Regions from separate parts of the Sus scrofa genome. Here region 1 is linked to region 2. The links are chromatin contacts, called in public HiChIP or PLAC-seq maps. All regions are on one chromosome and are shown on one strand. The core of a region is the stretch at or near the end of the contact, and the rest is flanking DNA. Distances in the headings are between cores, read along the strand shown. Region 1 holds the start of ESCO2 (N-acetyltransferase ESCO2). Region 2 holds the start of PTK2B (protein-tyrosine kinase 2-beta).

Region 1 (7,455 bases), core at 3,304-5,803, 430 kb before region 2:
CTTAGCAGTTAAACTCTTCTGTGGTTTTTTGTTCATCTTCTTGGAGCAGACTGGTTTTCGCTGCGTTTTTGGTGTCACACTGGGATATGATTTATCTTCATTATTGGTTTTTAACCAAATGGATCTATTCTCTTTTATCACTTTTCTCTCCAAAGGGTTGAGGTACCACTTATCTTTCTTGTAAAAGGATACAGTAGATACGGCAGACTTAAACGGTGAACCTTGATTTGCAGGTGGCAATCTATTTTTAGTCATTTTGAGTGGACTTGAAATGAAATGGCCTTGTTGAGAGCAATGAATTTTTTTCTCATTTTTATCACTGCTTTGGCAAATATGTTTTTTATTAGGGGATGGAAATATATTTTCAGTTAAGTCCAAAATTAATTTCTCTGATGGAATGTCTGACAATAGGCTATAAAAAGAAACAGTCCATTGGTAAGTATAATTATTTTGCTTCAATTATTATCAGTTTACTGCTAATAATGCTACCTGTAAGGCATATTAAAATACATCCTATCAAATATCCATCCATATACATTATTAGTTTAATAGGATTATCAAATTCTATCTTTATCAAAGTATTTGAAATTTTTCAAAACTAAGATTCCCAATGTTTGTGAAAACAAACACTATTTACAAAGAAGCTTTGAGGAGTTCTCCATGTGACGCAGTGGGTTAAGAATCCGAATGCAGTGCCTCAGGTTGCGGCCAAGGTGCAGGTTGGATCCCCAGCCTGGTTCAGTGGGTTAAAAGGATTCAGTGTTGCCACAGCTGTGGCTCAGATTCAGTCTCTGGTCAGGGAACTTCCCAATGCTGGGGGTGCAGCCATAAACAAAAAAACAAACAAAAGAAGCTTTGAGATATACATATGTGTGTGTGCTTATATGTGTTTTAAAACCTATTTCTTGGAGTTCCCTTTGTGGCTCAGTGGTTAACGAATCCAACTAAGAACCATGAGGTTGCGGGTTCAATCCCTGGCCTTACTCAGTGGGTTAAGGATCTGGTGTTGCCGTGAGCTGTGGGGTGGGTTGCAGATGCGGCTCGGATCTGGCATTGCTGTGGCTCTGGTGTAGGCCGGCAGCAACAGCTCTGATTAGACCCCTAGCCTGGGAACCTCCATATGCCGCGGGAGTGGCCCTGGAAAAGACCAAAAAAATAAATAAAACCTATTTCTTGTTCCCTAAAATGACTGATTTTACATAGCACCCTTACCATCTAGGGTGTGTTCTGTGATTTATATCTCTGGTATGCCATACATAGAGTTTACAGCTTTCTAAGATTGCCTATAGATGGGCATCTACTATATGCAAAACCCTACATTAAATATTACATAATAGAGCAGAAAGGAGAATGTAATAAAGATTTGACACACATTTGCAAGTCACAGAAAACAGTCCATTCTCTGATTCCCTCCAAAGGCACTAAACAATGAATTATGAAAACTTACATTATTACCAGACTAGAATTAGAATATAAAGTATTACCGTAGCCACAAAGAGTAGGTGAATGGAAGAATGGAAACATTTAGATAGGAGAAGATAAACACAAGAGGATGGAGTTTTCTTTTTTCTTAAGAGTTTCTACCCATAGAATGAGACTCACTTGTCGGAGTTCAAAGACTGCTGCTTCCTTTTCCTTGGAGTTAAGGCTGACATCTTAATTGAAATCCTAAAAGCAAAAGGACAGTAGCCAAATTCATTCAATGTGTATTTTAAAAAATCACTATATCAGGAGTTCCAGTATGGTGCATAGGGTTAAGGATCTGGCGGTTGCCCCAGCTGTGGCTCAGATTTGATCCCTAGCCAAGGAAATTCCATATGTTGCAGGTGTGGGGGGAAAAGAAAAATCAGTATATCCAAGTTATAAATCTTGGAATTCCCTTCATGGCTCAGTGGTTAATGAATCCGACTAGGAACCATGAGGTTGCAGGTTCAATCCCTGGCCTTGCTCAGTAGTTTAAGGATCCAGCGTTGCTGTGAGCTGTGGTGTAGGTTGCAGAGGCAGCTCGGATCCCGAGTTGCTGTGGCTGTGGCCAGCCGCTGTAGCTCCGATTAGACCCCTAGCCTGGGAACCTCCACATGCCGTGGTGCAGCCCTAGAAAAGACAGAAAGAAAATAAATAAATCTTAAAAAGTTCTCAGATAAGTGATGGTCTATAAAGACCATCACTTTTTTAAAAAGTTTTTTTAAAAAAGCAAATCATTTTAATAAAGATTTAAACCATGAAGGAAAAACATCACAGTAGCAACTAATTAAGCAGGGACAATACAATTTAATCAACTAAGTAGGAACGGTACATGGTTCCAAGCTGGGAAATGATCCTACTGAGGAAGGATTTTTCCCCATTTCAGGGCACACTTTCTTCAATTAGCCTGATTAATTCATAACAAGTCTAATAACTCTATATTCTGAGCAGCTGTCCTTGCTAAAGCCCTCAACCCAGTTTTCCAATGTTAGATGCTCTCGTCCTAGGTTTCCATTTCACCCCACACTTCCTTAGCATTCATTTAGCACATTGTCTTGTTAGTCTGACTATCCTCAACAGCCTGCAGGTTCAATGGAGAGCTGTCTCTTTTTCATCTGAAGAAGCCAGCAGGAAAACGGGAAGCGTAATCCTCTCCCATTTTCCTAGCCGAAGAACCGCTTGTTTCCTTATTTACAAAATACTCTGACATCCTAAGGCTGCAGGTAATAAACATAATCATGTATGTTAGCGCTCGAGCCTGAGACTTGTTACTCAATAAGTTTTCCCTTTTCCTTCCTTCGGATCAGGTAGCTTTTTTAAAAAAAAATTACCCAAGGGCTATTTCAAAGTTAAACAGAAAGACCAGGGTCTCTGGAAATTCGTGTCAAGGTGCAGCTTAAGGGAAGACCCTTTGGGGCTGAAAGAGGAAAGGTAGGAGAGAAAAAGTGCTTCCGTCCCTGAACGTCGTCAGGGCAAAGAGATAAAACTCAGGCGTCAGAAAAATGGAAAGCGGGTGACCTGCAAGTGCGGACACCCGCTCGGTGGCTTCAGTCCGGAGCCACGAAAGCACCAAGCCCCTACTTCAAGCTCTTTTTCCTTGACATTCACACCCACGTTCCACAGAACCCCCCAGTTTCCTGGGTCTTTCACCCTCGGCCCCTAGCTGCACTCACCTGAGCCTCAGACCCGCGACCTCTCCTCAGCAGAGCCCGACGTCCCCCCACTGTATTCAAATTCTCGCGCGCCAGTGGAGGCGGAAGCCGCTGCGTTCCGATTCGCCGCTGCCTAGCGCGTCCAGGAGCTGGTTCAGTGATTGGTTGCGCGCTAGCGCTTGCCCCGCCCACTCTGGAGGCGGTCTCTAAGATTCTCCCGCCCTTGAGGCAAGGCGCTCTGTACTCACGGAAACCACGTCTTCCACAATCCCTTGCGGCGGGGCAAGGCTCCACTCCCGAGGCGTTGTATCGGTGCATTCTGGGAATTGCAGTTTTCAACACAATAAAGGCACCTTCTCCGACTTGAGGCACATTCTAGGGTCACCTGGTGTAAGAAGCTTTTGTAAAGTAGCCTCAGATTCTCGAGACAATTATTTTTCACATCTGAAACCTTATTGTTACTCTAACCTTTTTTTTTTTTAACCAGAAACACGTTAGATTTCTAGCTCATTTTTTGATTTTTCAAGTTAAATGAAAAAAAAAAAATCATGGCACATAACACCTATGTGCTAGGTATTCTTACATGTATTACGTGTTTTATTTCATTTACAGCTCTCCATAGTCTATGAGATAGGTATTATCACCCCCATTTTATGGAGACTAAAACTGAGAGCCTGAAAACAATTACTATTTTCAGGACAGAACTATGTTTTTGCTTTGGAAAGCCCACAGGTTTCTGAGGCACTCATTAGCTACTGCTGTTATCTCTGTACCAGCTCCCGGCAGAGTCTCTGGCACATTTTTTAGTTCTAAATAAATTCAGTTAAGTGATGAGCTTAACTTCATAGAATGCAGTGGTCAGAAGGAAATTAAGAGAAATAATCAGGTCAAAGCTAAATGCTGTGGGAGCTTTCCTTGAGTCGGAGCATTCCCACTCTACAGCCAGGAAGATCTCTGAGGTTTAGAGGTTTGGAATTTGCCCTCTCATAGGTAATAGGGGCAGCTCTTAGATTTAAAGCAGAACAGTCCAAGTCCAAACTCAGAGAAAGAGAAGCATTTTACCTCTAAAGAATATCACTAACAACTCTGGTAGAGTGCTCTGTTTTAAACTCTTTAAGTCTATTAATTTACTAAACCCTAGGGGGTAAAAAAACCTATGAATTAGCTGCTCTATTTTCACTATGCAGCTAAGGTAAGTGCAACACCAAATGTGCCCAGGTGGTGGAGCTAGAATGAGAACAGCGAAGGAATTTGGGTTCCTTCAAAATTTAATGAGCCGCTATTAAGTACCAAGTACCGTGGTTGGCTCAGTGAACACCTAGCTGTGAAGTCGAGTTTCTGCTCTCAGGAAGTCCTTCTGCGGGTAAGAAGAGGTAGTTCAAACCAATAGATGAACTTCAAGACTTGACCACCCACGGGAAGATGTTCTGAAAACAATGGCTTGTTTTTTTCGGAAGACGGAGTTTTCCCGCAATGTCATCCAACCATCAACTGTGCTGGCTCCACCCTCTTTCCCTCAACTCCCGAGTAAACCGAGCTCCCAAAGCGAGCCAACACCTCCTCCCCACCAGATTGAAGATGGTGCCGGCGGCAGGCGTTATGACGCGACTAGACATCCGCCGGAAGTGCAAGGAAGAGTTCCGGTGAACGGGGCCTCCACGCTTCCGGTATTCTGAGCTTCCAGAGTTGAGAATTGCTAGTTTGCGCTGGAGTCGCCGTGCTGTCGCCGGGATCATGGTGTTCTACTTCACCAGCAGCAGCGGTGAGTGGGCGCCGCGACCTCCCGGGTCCCTGCTCAACCTCCAGCCTCCGAAGCCGAGATCCCCAGGCCGCGGCTGAGCCTGGTCCTTAAGCGCCTCCTCGGCAGCGGATACCCCTTCCCGCGCCCTCACTGTTTCCCTAGTCTTCTCAGTGTGCCCCCTTGTCAGGGCCTGGGGGACGTAGAGGGACCATGCCCCCTACTGGCTTTGCCTCCGTGAGTCGTTCTTTTCCCTCTATCGGAAAGACCGTTCGCTACCTGGTATTAGGCAGAGTTTGTGGACTTCTTCGCACCCCCGTCCCCAAACTCCCCTTCCCCATCCACCTACGTAACCGTCAGTCTTCTTGCTGCTTGGTAATTACCCACTTAGAGAAAGGAAAGATACTCCTGTCAACAACTCTGCTTTACAGGAAGTGTGCCTTACCCTTCTAGGAAAGGGTTGTAGGGCCTGGATGCTACAAAGAGCCATAAGAAGACCTCGGAATGGCGAGGCAGCCACTCACTGGGCAGAATTGTTGTCCCGGGACTTGAAAAGTGACATATGGTAATGTTTCTGATTCGTATTTGACAGGCAAGGAAAGGGTGTGTTTAGTTCCCAGGAAATGCTATGTCTTCATTTCTCTGCTTTTGTTTTTCTCTTTTCGTAGAATCAGCTTCCACTTAACTGCTTTTCCCCTGAGACCGTCCTGGCCTATCTTTTCCAAATGCCTTTCCCTCCTTGTTTCCACCCCAAGATTTCTTAGGTATTCCTCCTCAGGTACCCGCCTTAACATCCGTGTATACCTTTGGATTGCACTTACCATATAGTATTATAATGTTCTTTGCTTGAGCTAGAGTTTAAGTCCCTTGAGGGCAGAGACAGAAGCTCCTTGTTTCTCTAGCATAGTGCCTGGCTTGTAATAGTTACTCAATAAATACTCGTTGAATAAATGAATGATATTTTTAGATTTCTAGCACATTCCCTATTTATCGCTACTCTCTTTGCCTAGTTAAAGGTGAGATTTAAGTGAAACTAGCTCCATGGTGTTTGCTCTTTAGAGATAAGGACACTGAAGCCCAGAGGTTTAACTCACAGACCCCTCCCCCTCCTACCCAGCCCCTCCTAATCTATCACACTGTCATGCCTTATTTTTCTCAGTAGTGTAGGCTTCCACAGTATGCTGTAAGTTATTTCTCTGCCTCTGTAGGTTTAGTTTGTCTTCCCCACATTATTAAAATTACTAGAAACAGAATTCACACTAGCCTGAAAAATTGTTATAGACTCCTCCACAATAGCATTTTCATTCTCCCTCTCTTCTCTTCTGTTCCCTCTGCCATATGATAACTCCAGAATCTCTTTTTATTTTTTCCATTCATGAGAGTGCCCAACAATATGCTTATCCAGGTCCAAGAATGGAATATATAGGCAGGACACATTGGTACTAAATGTTTTTTAATGCTAGCTGTATTCGCCTTAAAGCGACTTTAAATTCTTTGAGCAGTAGTCATATACACACAGGTGGCCTTAGTAGAAGTGAGTGCTTTGGCAGATTTATGGATCATATTTTTCCTCATTGTCTTTCATTATAACATTAGAATTGATTCCTATCAGAAAGTATTTGGCCTCTAAATCTAATAAATCTGTACTTATCCAGCTTTAAAGATGTAAAGTTAATGGAAAAATTACTACTTTTTCAGTAAGATAGTAGTAAAACTACATATTCCAATACAGGAAACAACTTGAACGTACAGAAACTGTAGGAAATAACTTCATATGGATAGCCAAGCTTTTCAACTGATGGTTTACTCCCTAAAAATTTTTTTTTAAATAGGAAGTAAATTTCAATAGGAAGTTTTTCTTTTCCTTTTAAAATCAGTATTGCTGACTAAAATCTGTTCAGTTTTATTCTTCTATGCTCTCATAATGGAATAATGAAACATTAGCTTTGTTATATTCCCAGTGTCAAATTCAAGACCCTTTGATTTATGGACCCACAAAATACCTGCACATGCCTTAAGTTCACTTCAGTACCTTTTCATAGCATCTGTCTCAAGATAGAGTTTCTGTAAATTATGAAATTATTACATCACCTCTAAAGTTGGGTTGGTTGCTGTACCCAAAATAGGTATCTTCAAGATGACTAGTTCCTATACTAATCAACTTTATTATTTGAGTGAGAGTAACAAAAGTAATAGAATAATTCAACTTAACTTGTATCTCTTTAACATGAATGGGACCTTAATTCAGACTTCTTGCTCAGCAATCATGCTTTTTTATTTTTTCTATTTTGACATGATTTCAGTCTTTCAGAAAAGCTACAAGAGACAATAACAAATTTCCTTTATGGCCTTCTCTTTGTATCCCCAAATTCTAACGTTTTACCATATATGCCTTATTTCCTTTTCCTCATTCTTTCTCCATTTCTCGCTCTCTCCACACACACACACACACATTTTTTTCCTGAACCATTTGTTAGTAAGTTGCATTTTTACCCTTAAATACTTCCGGGTGTTTTTCCTGAGATCAAGGATATTCTCCTATCAAAAGACACCTGTCATTATCAAAATTAGGAAGTTAGCATTGCAGCAATATTGTTACCT
Region 2 (6,925 bases), core at 1,187-3,686:
CGGAGTTTTTGTTGTTGTTGTTGTTGTTTTTAGAAATAACATGGTTAATCAGAGAAGGAGCCTCAAAGTGGAATCTAGGAGTACCGGTCACAAGATAATATGTCCTGAGGCTGTCCACTTGGTGCCTGGGCACCCTCCACCTTTCACTTCCTAGCACAGGAGCACCCTCAGCTTCCTTCTAGAGGAGGGCTGCCAGATAAAACACCAGACGCCCAGTTTACATGAATTTCAGATAAACACTGGGTAATGTCTTAGTGTAAGTATACCCCAATATTGCATGGGACATACTTATACTTCTTCTTCTTCTTCTTTTGTTTTTTTTTTTTTTTGCTTTTTAGGGCTACACCCACAGCTTATGGAAGTTCCCAGGCTGGAGTCAAATCGGAGCTATAGCTGCTGGGCTACACCACAGCTCACAGGAACATTGGATCCTTAACCTACTGAGCGAGGCCGGGGATAGAACCAGCATCCTTATGGATGCTAGTCGGGTTTGTTACTGCCGAGCCACAACATGACCTCTAGGATATATATTATACTTGACAGATATTCGTGGCTTACCTGAAATTCAAATCTGAGCGACCTGTATTTTCATTTGCTAAATCTGGCAGCCCCGCCCTGAGTCAAGCGGAGGCTGATGGCTCTGGTCCCAAGTAACAGGAGTTGCCATGGCAGCCTGGGCAGGCCCTTCTGGCGCCATCTCTCCCTACCTCTCCAGCTCACCTCGCCCTGCACTCTCCATGTGCTGAACACCCGAGCTACTTTCAGTTTCCTGGGTGCGTCACGCTGCTGCTTCTGCTCTTGGGTCCAGCACTTGCTGAGCCCTGTGCTGTTCATTCCCCCCCTCCCCCCCTGCCCTGTGGCTAATTCTACTGATCCTTCAGGTCCCCACTTAGAGTCAATTCTGCCAGGAAGCCTTCCTGGACATCGTGATGGGCTCCTCCCAACCCCCAGTGCTGGGCTGGTCAGCACCTGCCCCTTACGCCCCAGGGCTGGGTCCCAGGCACCTGGCCTCAGGTAGGAAGTCAGCAAATGCTTACTGAATGAGGGACAAGAGCAGAGGGTCCTGCTGGAGCTGGTCTCTTGAATGTGACTCCTTCCCTCCCCTCTCCATCTCCACTCGCTTTCTCCTCTCTGCCTCCTCTCCCTCCAGCCACCCCGAGGCGTGAAAGTTCCACTACTGCATTCCTTGGCCACAAGGGATGGAGACAACACCTCGAGCCCCTTCGCTGATCCTTCCGCACCGATTGCCTGAGGGCTCCTGTCCAGCTATGGGTCATAGGAAAGCTCTTCCTCCTCTGGCTTCTGAATCCCCCTGGAGAATGCCCCCTCCGTGTCCACAATTCCGCTCTCCTTCACCTCCAAGCCCCTCAGAGAAGGAGCCTGATTGGACTGAGCTCCAAGTTCGGGGTGTGGGGAGACTCCAGCGTCAGATGGCTGAGGGTTAGGGCAGGTGGTGGGGCTCGGTGGGCTCAGAACATCACCCATATGTCGCCTGTTCACCCACCCAAGGCTTTGCCCACGCACAGCCTGACAGGAGGAGAAGGCGGCACAGAATTTAACCCCTTAGGGGCATTCTGAAATAGTTTTGCAAAGACCTAGGGTGGCAGCAAGCGGTGTAACTTTAGTCCCCACAATACACACACGCACGCGCGCGCGCGCACACACACACACACACACACACACACACACTGTTCTGTCTCTACTCCTCGCCAAACCCTGCTTACTTCCAGTCGGAGCAAGAATCAAATGGGGAGAGCAGCCGGGTGTGTGTGGGAATGTGACCAGGGTGGGCCTGCCAAAGGGGACAGCAGGAGCAGAGCTGGGCGCGGCAAAGGGCTACAATACCGGAGTTGCGGTTGAGCTGGGAAAGCTCTCCAGTCTGACCTTTAGAGGCGGGTGGCCTTTCTGCGCCCTCTCATCACCCCCTGCCCCAGCCTCTCCGCTCTGAATACGTCAAGAGGACTAAGAGGGAGAAACACCCTTTACTCTCAACTTAACTCCAAAAATAGAATCCCCTCCCCCACCCCACCCCCCACCCGCAGCTCCACTTCTGGGTGCGTGGCTCCTGGTTCAGGAACTCGCTCGCGTCCGGGTCCCCCCAACCTCCCACCTCGTCCAGCCTCCAACTTCTGGCTGGGCGCTCAGCCCCGATCGCGGGAGGGGGACTCACAAGGAGGGAAGCGCCGGCTCCCGGCGGCAGCTCTTCGGCTCGGCCAGGTGCGGGGCTGCGGCAGGTACAGGTGCGGCGGGGACTGCGCAGGTAAGGAAGGGGTTCCTCGGAGGGGCTTCGCGGCGGCTCCGGAGGCCTCCGCTGAGTAAGAGCGCTGACAGGTTTGTGTTTTCCCCTCTCCCCCTCCGACTTAACCACACCCCTGCTGCTCTCCTCCCCACTTCCTTAAAGGGTGGGGTGTGTTGTCTGCGGTGCTGAGCGTGTGTGCGGCTCCAGCCTCTTACCATAAACTCTGAAATAGACGCCGCCGCCAATTCTTAGAGCTACAAGTGCCCACCTGGCGGCCACGGCGGACCCTGGGTGGGGGGTGGGGGGAGGTGTCTTCTGTTGCTCTTTGCCCCCTGTGAGCAGTGGAGCTCCCAATTCTTACTACGCCTCCCTCTGCCTTTCCCTCCACTTGGAAACTTGGGAAGGTCATGCTTAGAGGTTGGTGTTTCCTCTTAGCCCCCAGGTAGGTTTCAGAGGTGGAGACTGTCACTTGCCTGTCACACTGCCGTCCTTGTTGTCCCTCCTGGTCTCTTCATGCCCTAAAGTGCCCAGCCTCTTCTGGGGGCACCAGCGACCAGGTGACTCTCACCAAGGATCTTGGCAGAACTCATCCAAAGCCCTAACAATATGGAGGAGGTCCTTGCCCTGTAACAGCCAGGACCAGAGTGCGGCACAAGAACAGTCATAGAAGTTGAGTGGCCTTTGCTCACAGCAGCCCACTTTGTTGCCCAGAACCAAGAGGCCGGTTCACCTCTTCACTCAGGCCAGCAGGGCAGTGAGAGCTGAGGCAGTGACTCAAGGGCACTTAGCAACCCCTTTCCCTATCACTGGAAAGATTCCAGACTTTCTCCTGAGTAGGAGGAGGTGAACAGGGCTTAGCATTAAGGTCAAAAAGCTGGTGTGTCACTCAGCGTTCCCCCGCATCTTCTCCAGAGCCCCCACTCTAAACCTCTTCATTCTGCACCCTGTGAAGGGCTGGATCTCCTACAGTTCTAGAAGATGCTCTTCACCAGGGCAGCCCTAACTAAACATGGTGCCCCCTAAAGTTGTGCAGCCACACGTGGCAGCCCTTCATACCCGATACCCTTCCCACCCCCTCGTGACACTTTCTCACACCCTGCTTCCAAACTCTGCAAACCAGCCACCCAAGAAAAAGGAAAGGCAAAGCCAGCATTTGGTGAGCATGTCTAAATAATCACTGTGCTAAGGAAGCATTCAGTTTACATTTCATCTGCATTTATATTTCACTTAATTCTCCCCATTTTGTGAAAAGAGGATTGAGACGAATGAACCACACACACTGTTTCTCCTGGCATGATCAGTGGCTTTTAAAATGTAGATACCTTGGAGTTCCTGCTGCGGTGCAATGGGATCTGTGGTATCTTGGGAGCCCTGAGACCCAGATTTGATCCCTGGCCCGGCACAGTGGGTTAAGGATCTGATGTTGCTGCAGCTGCAGCTTAGTTTGTGCTGCGGCTCAGATCTGATCACTGGCCTGGAAACTCCATATCACAGGGTGGCCGAAAAAATAAAAAATAACATAAAATAAAGATACCTGGATGACACTCCAAGTCTAGTGAAAATCAGAATCTCTGCACCCAGGCTCCCCCCACTCATGCAGGGCAACTTACAACTTACCATGGAGCTCACAGCCACGACTACTGGTGCTCAGTCCTGTTCATCCTGTCCACCAATTAGCCATGTTCTCAACACCAGGTAATACCGGGTGATACCAGGGTCTGCAAAGCAGTCAGAAGACATGCAAGTAGGTATCCAGGGAGACCTTGGCTAGGGCTTGGGCAGCAAGGTGAGTCAGTTGGGGTAAATTGGATTTAGCTGGGGACTTATGGGGAAAGGGGCAACTGGACCACTCTGCAAGGAACCTGTCAGAGTGCATCAGAAAGCAGGTGGCCAGACCGTCTTCTTGTGATCAGGAATGAGGTGATGAAGGTCCAGCGGTGTGAAGTTTGGGGGCCTGCATGAATTGTGGAGGGTCTGTGCCAGGTGGTGACAGTGGGAACTCAAGAGCAAGGTGACCCCAGACTGGTTTAAAAAAAGGCGAGTTTGAGTATGCTGCCTCAGTGTGGCCAAATCTACAAACTACATTCTCACCAGGTTCTCATTGGGGGGAAAAAAAGTTGTCAGATATTCAAAAATTTCAGAGGTTGTTGAAGTCTTCAGCAATTTTTTTGATGCTCCAAAATCTAGCTCCTAGAATCATAGCATCATATATTTTATTTATGAAAGAGACATTGAGAAACTCCCTGAGGTGGATGACTCCATTTTCAGGTCTTCTTCCGTTCTGTCTAGTGTTGCCCATGAAAGGCTAAGGTGACAGGGTCAAATGTTATCTGAGGAACCAAACGTTAAGTCCCAGAGTCACCTTTGCCTTTCCTTCATTACTCCAGAGCCACTCAATCTCTAGGTCCTGGGAATCCTTCCAAGCATCTTTCTTAGTCACTGTTTTCTTTCTAGTCCTATTGCTCCTACCCGGGTTAATGGCCTGTTTATCTTCTGCCCAGACTCTGTGCACAGGTTTCTTCTAACCTGTCTCCCACTCCCATCCTGAGAGGTGTTGGGACTGGAGCTCAGGAAAGTGGTCTGAGCTGTTGATGAGCTTCTGGCTGGCATTTGAAACCACAGGGATGGGTCAGACTGTCTGGGGCAGAAGTAAGAGGAAACAGAGATCTTAAAGTCAGGCTCTTGCCTGGAGCAAATTTAGCGAAGAGGCAAAAGTTGGATGGAGTGGTCTGAAGGGTGAGCGGGAAGTAAAGACATGGAGGTATGACTGTGGGATTAGGTTCTGGGCGATGGCTGGTGAGTGGAAGTTATGTGTGCAGCTTCAGGTTCAAATCCTTCAAGGGAACAGGTATGCCCTCCACTAGTCCCTCTTCTACTTTTTTTTTAAATTTTATTTTAAATTTATTTTTATAGGTTTCTTTCTTTCTTTTTTTCATTTCCTTTTTGTCTTTTGAGGGCCGCACCCATGGCATATGGAAGTTCCCAGGCTAGGGGCTGAACTGGAGCTGTAGCCACTGCCCTAGGCCACAGGCACAGCAATGCCAGATCGGAGCTGGGTTTGCCACCCACACCACAGCTCACGGCAACGCTGGATCCTTAACCCACTGAGTGAGACCAGGGATCCAACCTGCGTCCTCCTGGTTGCTAGTCAGATTTGTTTCCGCTGAGCCATGATGGGAACTTCCCCCTTTTCTACTAATAACTGAAGGTGGAAACCGGAGCAGTTATTTTGGTCTGTGGCCTTGGGAGTAGCAGAGCAACACGAGAGAGGACGCCTGGGTCCCTAATGAATGCCATCAAGCCACCATGCTAGTCTCAGACATGGTCTGGACCTGGCGGAACTTTTACACCAGAGAGAAATGCACTTCAATTGTTCAGGTTACTGCACTTGACTCCTTTCTGTTATCAAAGCCTAAACTGCATCCTAATATATACCATCATGGCCTAATTTCTTTTGTATGCAAATTGAGGCAGAACCTCAATATCTTCATCTATAAAATGGAAATAATGGACACTACAGGGTTGTTGGGAGGACTGGAAATAGTACGCTTAAGTTTTCTTGCTAGTGTTAACGGCTCATAGCAGACAAGAATGGAAGGTATTATAACCTGTTGTAACTCTAAACAATGTGGTCCTGGAATAAAAATAATGGTTCCTTTAAAATATTCCATACCCCACTCCCAACAGTATAGGGGAGAAGAGAAACAAAAACAGCAAAATGGAGAACTGACGTAAGATGAATGATGTGTACGTAGGGGGTTAATTATACTGTTCTTTCTAGTATTTGTGTTTGAAAATGTTCATAGAAGAAAAGCTAAAAATAAATACAGTCTTTCCAGGAATTCCCTGGTGGTCTAATGGTTAAGGATCTGGCATTATCACTGCTGTGGTACAGGTTCGATCTCTGGCTTGGGAACTTCTTCATGCCAAGGGTGTGGCCAAAATAAATACATAAGCAAATAAGTAAATAAATGTTTTTCCACAAAGGAGAAAAAAAAAAAAAACGCTTTTGGACATAACTCAAAGTGAATCTCCTTGGGAAAAATAAAGCTGCATTAAATACAGTGAAAAATTAATTGGGTATACAAGAGGGAAGGCAGATGGATAAGGCAGAAGAGTATTTTTATTTTAGGCAGTTTCCACAGCCCAGACATTGCTGCCAGCTCTTCTGTAGCTCCCCAGGGTGGTCGCAGGACAGTGGGCTGCAAGACAGGCTTGGAGGATGCCTGCACGAAGGGGAGCCCACCCTGCCCACTCTGGGTCGACTCCTGTGACTTGGACCTTCTTGGTTCCCCTTCCTTACCCCAACCGTGAGTGAGCCCAACGGGTCTCCCACAGCCTATGGAAAAGCTTTGAATCAACAGAGTGACTGTGGGAACCTTGACTTGCCATTATTGATGCCAGTGAGTCTAACAAACACGGCCATCAGCTCCCAGCCCACACTGTGCCAGAAGCATCGACTAGGGTGGGAGAGCAGGGTGCTGCAGGCAAATTCATTGTTAATAGCAAGAAGAGCCTCTAAAAAAGAAAGAAAAAAAAATTGCTTCGCAATGCAAGAACCTGCAGATCACAGGCATCTGTGGCCATTTAAGGGACAAAGAACCCTGCACACTTCATTAACTCCTGAGAGTACCCCGTTATTACCCAGCCTGGCTCAGTAATTACTGTCTATTTCAGTAAATCACG

The links. HiChIP or PLAC-seq counts read pairs in DNA pulled down with a chosen protein or histone mark.
Region 1: a contact with region 2 is called in an H3K27ac HiChIP or PLAC-seq map of alveolar macrophages. The contact joins the promoter of ESCO2 here to the promoter of PTK2B in region 2. A contact is called at or near these places in 1 of 47 Hi-C or Micro-C datasets (omental adipose tissue) and 1 of 2 datasets of contacts at active chromatin or transcription factors (alveolar macrophages).

The regions. Positions count from the first base shown.
Region 1 is chr14:11,492,395-11,499,849 of Sscrofa11.1, reverse strand. ESCO2 (N-acetyltransferase ESCO2) reads right to left here and starts at 4,553. Exons shown (of 12, transcript XM_021074432.1): 1 at 3,138-4,553; 2 at 1,603-1,668; 3 at 1-412. The coding sequence starts at 1,655. CCDC25 (coiled-coil domain containing 25) reads left to right here and starts at 4,786. Exons shown (of 9, transcript NM_001243572.1): 1 at 4,786-4,878. The coding sequence starts at 4,851.
Region 2 is chr14:11,060,611-11,067,535 of Sscrofa11.1, reverse strand. It overlaps PTK2B (protein-tyrosine kinase 2-beta), which reads right to left and starts at 2,436. Exons shown (of 31, transcript XM_001925998.6): 1 at 2,171-2,436.